2 separate regions of the Mus musculus genome follow, and region 1 is linked to region 2. Evidence: chromatin contacts called from public promoter capture Hi-C data. All regions are on one chromosome and are shown on one strand. Each heading gives the region's core, a stretch centred on a gene start, on an enhancer-like site or on the middle of the called end of the contact. The rest is flanking DNA. Distances are from core to core; before and after follow the strand shown.

Evidence for each region. Capture Hi-C pulls out chosen DNA fragments and counts their contacts.
Region 1: a contact with region 2 is called in a promoter capture Hi-C map of liver, with 2.7 times the contacts expected there. The contact joins two enhancer-like sites.

Annotation. Positions count from the first base shown.
Region 1 is chr3:122,497,784-122,502,816 of GRCm38.p6, reverse strand. All of the region lies in intron 3 of Bcar3 (breast cancer anti-estrogen resistance 3), which reads right to left. Among named protein-coding and RNA genes, the nearest start is that of Gm34349, 20 kb to the right of the region's middle. Within about 2 kb of position 2,141, at least 11 of the 459 cell types and tissues checked have an H3K27ac peak or open chromatin away from gene starts, as enhancers often do. A contact at or near this core is called in liver, where this site is marked.
Region 2 is chr3:121,912,586-121,917,641 of GRCm38.p6, reverse strand. The region is part of intron 1 of Gm34119 (a long non-coding RNA gene); the gene reads right to left. Among named protein-coding and RNA genes, the nearest start is that of Gm34119, 12 kb to the right of the region's middle. Within about 2 kb of position 3,056, at least 40 of the 459 cell types and tissues checked have an H3K27ac peak or open chromatin away from gene starts, as enhancers often do. A contact at or near this core is called in liver, where this site is marked.

The DNA.
Region 1 (5,033 bases), core at 892-3,391, 590 kb before region 2:
CTCTTGTGGGCCTCACACGGTAAGTGTTTGACGCTAGCAGCTCTGGGCATTGAATTATGCAAAGTTACATCTGAAGACTCACGGATGAATGGCAAGCTGACAGCTGATGGCTGCCTATTATCTGTCTCGCTTCCTGCTAGACTCTTAAGTTTCATGGGAAAAGAACCTTTTCCCCTTTTCCCTACAGCAGCACCTCAGGCAGGGCCTGAACACCTCAAGAACTCAGCAACACTGCAGGAACAAACGTCCCAGAGGGAGATGTCTGCGGCTCTTCTCCCAGATTGTCTGCAGTTCTATTTTACAAGGGCGTCACCACCCGTCAGCTCAAAGACGGCCTTCCCGGCGGTTTGTGTTTTATAAAATGCTGCACTGAGGTCTACCCTTAGAAGACCGAGTTGGAAGGACTTCTGGGGTGGCATGTGACAACCAGCAGCTCGATGATATCCAGGACCATGAGGGGGAAGCCATAGTGAGAAACAACAGCTGAGAAGGCAGGAACCAGGCTGGGGCTCTGATACCCATGGAGCCCACACACCAGCAGGAGAACAACTGGTCCCCAGTTTCTTTCTTTTTTGAGACAGGGTTTCTCTGTGTAGCCCTGGCTGTCCTGGAACTCACTTTGTAGACCAGGCTGGCCTCAAACTCAGAAATCCGCCTGTCTCTGCCTCCCAAGTACTGGGATTAAAGGCGTGTGCCACCACCGCCCAGCTTGGTCCCCATTTTCTATGTCACTGTCAAGCCTCATGAAGCCTATAATTCGGGGGCTTTCTCGGTAGCTGTACTGAATCCTAAGACCAGCGGACTCATTCACACCTCTTTCGCCACACCCTAGGCTCTCTGCTAGGTCTGAGCAGGGACAATGTAGGAGATCTGAACATGGACAGCCAGCTCTACTATACTCCTCAGAAATTTTATTTGCTCATACCCAGAAAGCTATTCCCCTATGTGCTGCTGTGTTCTCCTCACTGAAGTCCCAATATCCAGACCCCTGCTCCCCACACACCCTTCTCAGTGTTGGCTACAATGTACATTTTCCTTTAAAGCATCGCACACTCTTACTTGCTATCCTAACTACAAACTCAGCTGGCTCTTCCGTGACTTTTGTCCCAACTCCTTAGAGGAAAATCCATAGTTACTGCTATTTCCTTCTGTGTTCACAAACAGGCTGTAATTGGGTGCTACAGGAGATAGAGGTGACAGGATGACAACCCAGAGAGGAGAGGAAAAGGAGAGTATTGACCTGTGCCCTCCCTAGTAGCTTGAGATGGAGACCAGACTTTAAAAAACACAGACCATACACTGTTGTGGGGAATCTATGCAATGACTCTCAGATTCCAAAGGGGATGTCGCAAGATCACCCCAAGGGCCACCTCATGAGTAGCTGGTGTCTGTTTTTTGGAGGGAGTGGGTACCCTCTAAAACTCTTACTGTTTAATCACATATATGAATTAATGAAGCTTGCTGTTAGAGACAGGTCTTGTGTAGCCCAGGCTAGCCTCAAACTGACTCTGTAGCCAAGGATGACCTTGGATTCCTGATCCTCCTGCTGCTTCTGCCTCTCAAGGGCTGGGATTATAGGCACGAGCCACCTTATCCAGCTTGCATTCGATGCATCTCAAAGAGGGCTGGACCTACGTCATCCCCATCCCTTCTATCAGCACGGGACAGCAGGCGTTGCTTTTGACAGCAGTACACCCCGCCTGCTGGCTCGCTTAGTTCACTGGGCGTGCATAAAGTGCACACCAGCCCTTTGAGGTGTAGGCTCCTCAGCTGCCAGAAGGAAAGTGACAGCAAGAAAATTCTTAAAGAAAAGTGACTCTCCCTCAGCAGCCATCAGCCGCCAATGGCTCTTCAGCTAGGGGTGGGGCCTTGGGAGCCCTCCCTCCTCTGTGCTAGTCTTTTGCAATTAATTAATTAATTAGAGATAGGTTTTCTCTGTATGGCCCTTGATGTAGCCCTGAGCTTGCTAGATCTGCCTAGCCTCAAACTCAAAGCTCTGCCTGTCAATTGCTCGGATTAAAGGTATGTGCCACCACACCTGGCCCTCCATACTGGACTTTTTAACTGGCCTAATTTTGTGCAGGTCTTGCGTAGGTGACCATTGCTGCTGGGTTCACGAGTCCAGCAGTCATGCCATGTCCAAAGGACAGCTTCTCACAGCATGCCTCTCCATCTTGTCTGGAGGGGAAGGAGATAGAGGCCTGGTATAGAGTCCAGCTATCGATCATGCCAACCACAACTAAGTTGGGCTCAACCTCCTAACAAAAGGAGGTTACTTGGTTCTGGATCAAGTCCTGTAGCTTCGTTCCAGGAGCTGAAACCATCCACAATCCTATAGGACGGAGGCAGGGGCAGGCAGGACCCATACCATCTACCCCATGGTTTTCCTAACTTTAAACAGAGTTAGTAACTCCTAGAGCAAGGTCACCCTCTAGCCCAAATCCATATGCAACTTAGCATCCAAGTCCCATCGTCAACATAGAGTCTGAGATGAGATGCAGAGAGCTGATGTCTGAGTGTCTGGAGAAGGTAGGTGAGACCCACAGTTGTCCACCTAAACTGGAGACTGGCTATAAAATTCATAAATCATTATAAAATGATGCCTTTTGGGGAATCTGAGTCTAGTTACATCTTTCTCATCATTAGCATTTTGTTGTTGCTGTTTGAGATGAGATTAATGCTGCCCAGGCTGATGTGGAATCGTGTAGCTAAGGGTGGATTTGTATACCTAGACTTCCTGCCTCTGCCTCCCAAGTGCTGGGGTTACAGGCATATGCCACCACATGTGGCTCTGTCACTATGTCTCGATATTAAGAGCTGTTACAACAGTGCTTCACAGCTTGGGCCAGTTGACCACCTCCATCCAGAGGCCCACAGTAATTCTGAACAGCTGTGCGGTCTTGGGCAAGTGACGTTAATTCTTTGTGGAACCTTGGGTTCCTTGTCTGCTAAGTGGGGATAATATGGCACATGATGTTAATAAGGACCAAATGAGTGGGTATCTGTAAGGACTTGGAACTCACTCTGGCAGGGGAATCAGCGCTAATGTTAGCTGTCATTATAATTACATCCAGACGCTATTAATCTAGGCCTGTAAAATAAGAGCAGACTCAGTACCGAGGGTCTGGTGCAGGAGGCACAGAGAGGCTGGGGTTTGGGAAGAAAGCAGATAGGGAAAGGAACCTCTCTCTCCTAGGCTTCTTCAGTCCTCTTGAGAGAACTCAATGACAGTTTGCCATAGTTCAGTTCCTCAGCCAGAACTGATACCAGCCGTCTGGGCAGGGCTCTGAAAACCACCATCCCTCTAACTATGGAAAGAGTGTTTCTGTAACTTGACTTACAAGTCTGGTCTGAACAAGCTGTAGTAGCCAGAGCCCAGGAAATGTTGGAAAAGGGATTTTGGAGGCTCAGAGCCAGCTCCTAGAATGTGCTGAGAACCTCCATTACTGTGGAAACCCATATTTCAACAGCTCTCCAAGGAAGAAAAAAAAGCTAATCTAACCCGGGAGGAGTGGGACCCTGGGTTTCCTGTGTGAGCACCTGAGCCTACAGTTCACATCAAGTACAAGAATGGGCCTGGACATGCAGACAGTGGGAATTCCTAAGCCAGCAGTGGAGGGACAGTAGGGGGCATCTATCAGAGTCCCCCAGAGGATGCACCAGACTCTCATTTGCATGAAGGAGACAGGAGACTCAGAGAAAGATGGCATCTGCATTACCATTAATATTTGCTTTAAGTCTACCCCAGGCTGCAAGGAGAGCTTCCCACTCCTGTAGGGTGTGACACTGTAAAGATCATTAAGAGCTAACATTCATGCCAAAGGGCCACCTCAGGACCTAAGGAAACATGGGACAGCAAGCAGGGATGGAGGCTCCAGCGGGGCACATTCTCTGGGAAGACCACACACACACACACACACACACACACACAGTTCAACGCCACCAAGCTCTGGGGATAGACACACTGCCTAGCCATCCGACCCCGCCTTTTCCCGCTCTGCAGCCTGGGTGAGTTAGTTTGCCTCTTTGTCTTTGAGTTTTCTCCTCTGTCAAAATGAGAAACACTGTGGCCCAGGGCTGTTCTCAAGACAGTTTCACTGGGGTTTGGGCGGGGTGAGGGAAGGGCTGGAGCAGCAGAACTGAATCATGAAGAGTGAGGCATCATAGCTAGGGGAAATAATGAGTCGCTGGGAACAGTGGCCTGGAGGTTTGGTTCGGGAGACACAGGACAGAAACCTGCAAAGGTGTAAGTGTGGGTGTGATATACACCTGTGTCTCCAGCACCTCACCCCTACCTCCAGTCCCCTCCCACCCTTGCTTCCCAAGGACAGTTCCATCTTCACTACAGGCGTGTGGTAGGGAGCATCTTCCTGGCCACCACTGGCCTGGGAGAGGGCCCCTCACCCATCCTGGAAGAAGATACTCTAACCCATTCTGGTAAAAATACCATGAGACTTGTAGCCTGGTGGTTACTTCACCCCGCCATGTTTTTTCTCTTATTTGTTGGTAGGGTGGCGGTGTTTTTCCAAAAGGACCAATGTGGCTGAGACGATGAAACCAGCACTCAAAAGGAAGAGGAACAAGGGATGGCTGAGGCCTCTGTAACACGCAAGTCCCTAAGCACAAATCCCGTGACTTAGCTGATATGAGCTGGGTCTCATGGCTGTTCTAATTGAGGAAGCCAAGAATCAGACACAAGGGACCTGGCACAGGAAGCTGAGGGTCAGATCTTCCTTCCGAGGATAATGTCACTGAAAATGACACGCAAAGCTGCTTTTGAGGGATGAGTGTACTGCAGTGGGCAGAACTCCAGGTGGGGTGGAGCAGTGCTCCGAGCCACAAGGCCAGTGCATCATTTGAAATGTGCTGAAGGTTCAAGACTCCATTTCCACTCCTTACAGGGAGTGGCTGACTCAGAAAGAACCACTCCTTCCTGACCCCTGGCATCTCCTCTGACCTCATTTCCCAAATGACCCTCAGAACTACCTTTTGTTGATGGAAAACAATTCCCAATGCTGTCTCCTACCACGCCC
Region 2 (5,056 bases), core at 1,807-4,306:
CAAGGGTAAGAAAAATGGAATGATTTCCTTAATTGTGTTTTAAAAACTAATCTATTCTTTGACAGGTTTTTGTGTGTGTATACACATAATATTATACATATATACACATTTGCATATGTGCATATACATGTATCTAAGTAATATGGCCACACTTACCTCCCCACCTTTCTTTATCCTCTTCCCACCCTCGCCAGTTCCCCTCCTCCACCAAGTCCCCACCTTCCTTCCCTGTCTCCTTTTGTTTTGTTTCTGTTTTGTATTTTGTGACCCCCTGAGCTTAACCGGGGCCACCCATGTGGGGCATGGGTGTGGAGCTATCTGCTGGGACACAGATAACTCACCCGTGGCTATACCGCTGAAAAAGAGTTGAATGGAAGGAAAACATTTATAGAACTCAGGAGCTGGCTGTCTTGAGAAGACAATAACTTGGGTCAAAGAAAACTCAGCCAAGCTAAGGAGACATTTCAGGGAAGGTTCCAGAGGCAAATATCACCTCACACCCTTCTCTGTCCAGATCTGCTGCTGAGAAGGGCTGTAAAGGCCTGTCTGTGTGTGTGTGTGTGTGTGTGGGGGGGGGGGTTCTGGAGAAGAAGAGAGAAGAATAAAAAGATGGCATTAGATAGGTAAACCATGGACCTTGGTGAGATTGGAGGGTGGGAGAGACAGGCCACAGAAGGGCAAACTGATAGTGAAGATTTCTAAACAGGGGAGAGAGAGTCAAAATTCAAGTCTTAGATAAATGAACAGCATAGAAGCACAAGAGGTAAGCTAGACCTGTTGTGAATTCTAGCAATTCCACCACGTGAGAGGCCATATGCTCAAAGTCCTCCTGGGCTACACAGTGAGACCTGTCTCAAACAAACAAAAAGCAGAAAGAAGAGAAAGAAACAAATACTATGAGAGAAGAAGACAGAAAACACATAACATTCACAAACAGCTTTGCAGATTCCATTTTGTACAAAACAAAGAACATCCATAATTGAAGAGGTGGGGATGAAGATGGCGATCTGCTTCTGAACAGCGGGAGGACAGAGGTAAATGTCTGATGATTTTCTTGGAGAGCATGCACAGAAAGGCCTCCACGATCATGAACCCTGGGCAAAATCCGTCTGTCTTTTGTGTGATTGTTCTCCACTGTCCCTTGGCTATTCATGCTCAAGCAGGGAGACCACAGCTGGTTGATGGTGGGTTCACAAACCTCTAGAATTCTACTTCCTCCTTTGAGGACTAGAAAGGCACACATGCGGTGCACATACATAGATGCAGACAAGATATACACACATAAAATAAAAATAAATAAATCTTTTAAAAGTCAGCTTGTCTTTGGCCCTCTTCAGCTTACGTATTCTCAATCAGGACTCTCAGCTCTTCTCCTCTCTGAACCCCTCTCCTGTTTCCTCCGTTCTCAGATACTTTCCTGGGAGTTTTATTTATTTGTGTTTATAACATTTTACACAAAACAAGTAAATGATTCTTTAAAAATCGTCTTTGCTTGTTTGTTCCACCCCAGAGAATTCATAAAAATACAATGAGCCATGAGATAACAAATTTCTATCGGCCGGGCGGTGGTGACACACGCCTTTAATCCCAGCACTTGGGAGGCAGAGGCAGGCAGATTTCTGAGTTCGAGGCCAGCCTGGTCTACAGAGTGAGTTCCAGGATAGCTAGGGCTACACAGAGAAACCCTGTCTCAAAAACCAAAACAAACAAACAAACAACAAACAAACAAACAAAAATCTATCCTTATGATTCAGAACCCGTGAAGTGAACTTGGTGTGGCAATTCCTATCTGTCATCCCTGCCTGCATTTGGAAGGCAGAAGTCAAAAGACCATAAACAAGTTTGAGGCTATCCTGGACTATAGTGCGTTCTAGAGGAGCCTGGTCTACCAGAGAGAACCTCTCTTAGAAAACCAAAACCAAACAACAGCAGCAAAAACAAAACAAAACAAAAAAACAAGAAAAACAAATACATTGCCATTTGTGACAAGAATAAAAATCTAAGGAAACAGAAAAGTAGAATTGGCACCCATATTTAATCTCATGAAACCCAACTCATAACACTAAGTTGATGGAAACAAAACAAATACAGCATTAAAAAAAAAACCTTCGAAAATAATAATAAAGCACAAACACAGGGCTTCTGAAACTCAGCCACGCCACATCCTCTGCTCCCATTTGGATGTGACACACTGTTTTAAATGGCATTGGGTGGAGGCCCAGCAGGAAGGAAGCATCGGATATTGCTGGAACATATCTTTGTTTGAGCAACAGCTAAATGAGAAAGGTCACCATTATGCTTTGCTTTCAAACCCTGGGTCTGTTTTGAAATTAGCTCTGAACATTTCACCACAGATGCTGATTTATAATCACTGAAGCTCATAATCCCAAAGCATTCATCGTTTTCCCCCTCCCTCCCCAGCGAGGTGAGGAGGGTACGTTTATTTCCTTGCCACTGTTTGGATCACAATATGTCAGGAGAAGGTAAAATGCCCTTCATTTATGAACTTCAGAATTCCCGGTTATACAAAATTGCAACAGTTAAGTTTAAAGGACATCTAGCTTTCTAATTTCCTCTGTAATTGGGGGAGGACGGGGGATGGGGACTTGTTAAACTCATTGCCAGTGTTGGAGATGCAAGGCTCTTTAGCTATTGTTTCTCAACATTTATTGCATTCTTGTGCTGGATCAAGCACAAGGCCCGGAGATCCTAAGCCAGGCTAACTTTCTTTTGTGCAAACCGGCAAGTCCTATAAACTCCAGAAGCCCTCCTCCCAGGAAGGGCCGAGTTCCACCAAGAACAGTAGAAGCAGCTCTAGCACACATTCCTGGCACAATTTGGGAAGGGAGAACAGAAATCTAGCAAATCTCTCCGTTTATATTTTTGGTTTTCCCGGTTGGCCCCGCTGCTGTATTCCCATGTCTGGAGCACGTCCCACTGTGCGAACTGGAGCTCTCAGAATAAACGTTGGGAAAGGCTGGGTCCACCCTCCAGGGATAAGAGAGCCAGGGAAGGAGGAGGAGGGGGCAAAGGAAAAGGGAAGGGGACTCTGTCTTCCTGTGTTTGGATGACCTTTCCCTGTGTTTATCTGGAGAGACTGGGCAGCCACACTGTGTTTGGTGTTAGGCTGCCATGCGGCCTAGTTTTATATGGGCAAAGGACTTTTGTCTTCGCTTAGAAGGAGTGGGTTTAGCTCATCGAAAAACAGAGACAACAAAAAAGTTCACTAGGGTAAGGGCCTAAAAAAAGAAATTGTTTTCTTTAAAAATGTTTTTCTAAAATATTTATTAATTTATTTGAATGTGTATGGATGTTTTTCCCTGCATGCTGTGCACATGTCTGATGCCCACAGAAGCCAGAAGAGGGTATGAGATTCCCTGGAGCTGGAGTTACAGATGGTTGTGAGCCACCATTTGGATGCCGGGAATCAAACCTGTGTCCTCTCTAAGAATGATTATCCCTAATGGACTAGCCATACGTTCAGCCACAAGAAATCTTCCTAAAGGTTCACATTAGCTTGTGTCTAGCCGGTCCCCTCCTGTTCACTGAGATGGATCTACCTGTGTGTCTGCCTTCCTGCTAAGGCGCGGCTGAAGAGTGTCTTCCTTGGCCCAGATCTCTCCAGATCCTTTTTAGTTTAGTTAAACCTATTTAACCATTTCTTTATTTAGAAATGGGTCCAGCTACAGAGCTCGGGGTTGACCTTGAACTTAGGACGCTTCTGTCTCAGTCTTCCAGTGTTAAAACTGCAAGTGTGCGCCATCAGCCAAACCTTCAACTTTTAGCATCTATGAATTCCACAAAACACACACATGTACACATGTACATAGCGTGGGCCTATCATATTCATAAACCAATACTTAAAAGAAGAAGAAAAGCTGGAGAAATGGTGTTAGATAAACAATAGAAAATCCTCCTCCAATGGCCTCCTTGTGCCAGATGTGGTGACCGGCCCTAGACCTACATGGAGCCGGCTACACAGGGGGCGTGGACAGGCGGGAAGCAGCTTGCAGCAGATCTTTGTGCTCTTTCTTTAGCTGGCTCTGTGATTTGGACAAGTTATCTTCTTTAGCAAAAAATTTTAATGAAATATTTGATAGAATATTATCCAGGTTTAAGTGGGGAAAACAATTCCAAGACAGGCTAAAACACACATGACTATTGAAGGCATCCTAAATGAGATAAAGCAGTCATAGAAGACACAGACTGTATGGCTGTCCTTCTATCAAGTGGCCAAATTCAACAGATAGAAAACCCAACACTTGCTAAAGGTCAAAGGGTAAAGGAAATGGGGGGGGGTCACTGTTTAAGGGGCAGAGGTTCAGTTCACAGGGGTCCAGTTTACAACAGGAAACGTAATATGTGGAGATGACACCTGCATAACAATGTGAATGTAGCTGATACCCGTGAGCTACACTCTTAAAAGCCAATTATTTTAAATGGCAAGTTAGCAAAAACTTGTATTTTATTATGATTTTTTAAAAATGCTGCAGATAGCCTGGTACACAGCATACTGTGAACACGTAATGAATGCTCATAACACAAAGATCACTCCTCCCCGAACAGCCCCAAGGGTGGAACACCCGCAGCTGTGCGCTTACAGCAGCTGAAATGGGGCTTGAAGGTGATCACTTGCTGCCTAGTAGTTTCAAATATTGCTTTGATTACATTAAACTTCTGTTCAACAATGTAAGAGTGCTACATATCTCTGTGGTAGCGCTTAGATGCTGCTTGGGGTTACATTTCTTATTTGCAGGCTGAAACAACTGCAATTTCAGCTTCATTCCAGTTTTGAGGACATCCCTCCATTCTCTTATCAGCGGTGGCTGCTGCTGTCGCCGCTGCCGCCGCCGCCACCACCATCACCACCATCACCACCACCACCACTCCCTTGCTCCCAAGCAGCAAGCCTAGGGCCTCTCACAGGCTAGCCCCTCTTCTGTGTTCTCTGCATTCATCACATATGCTGATTTTTCAGATGGGTTAGAGTGAACACTATCCATTACGACCCATTTTGCACGTAGGAGGAAAACAAAGTAACTCTTCCTCCTCCTTC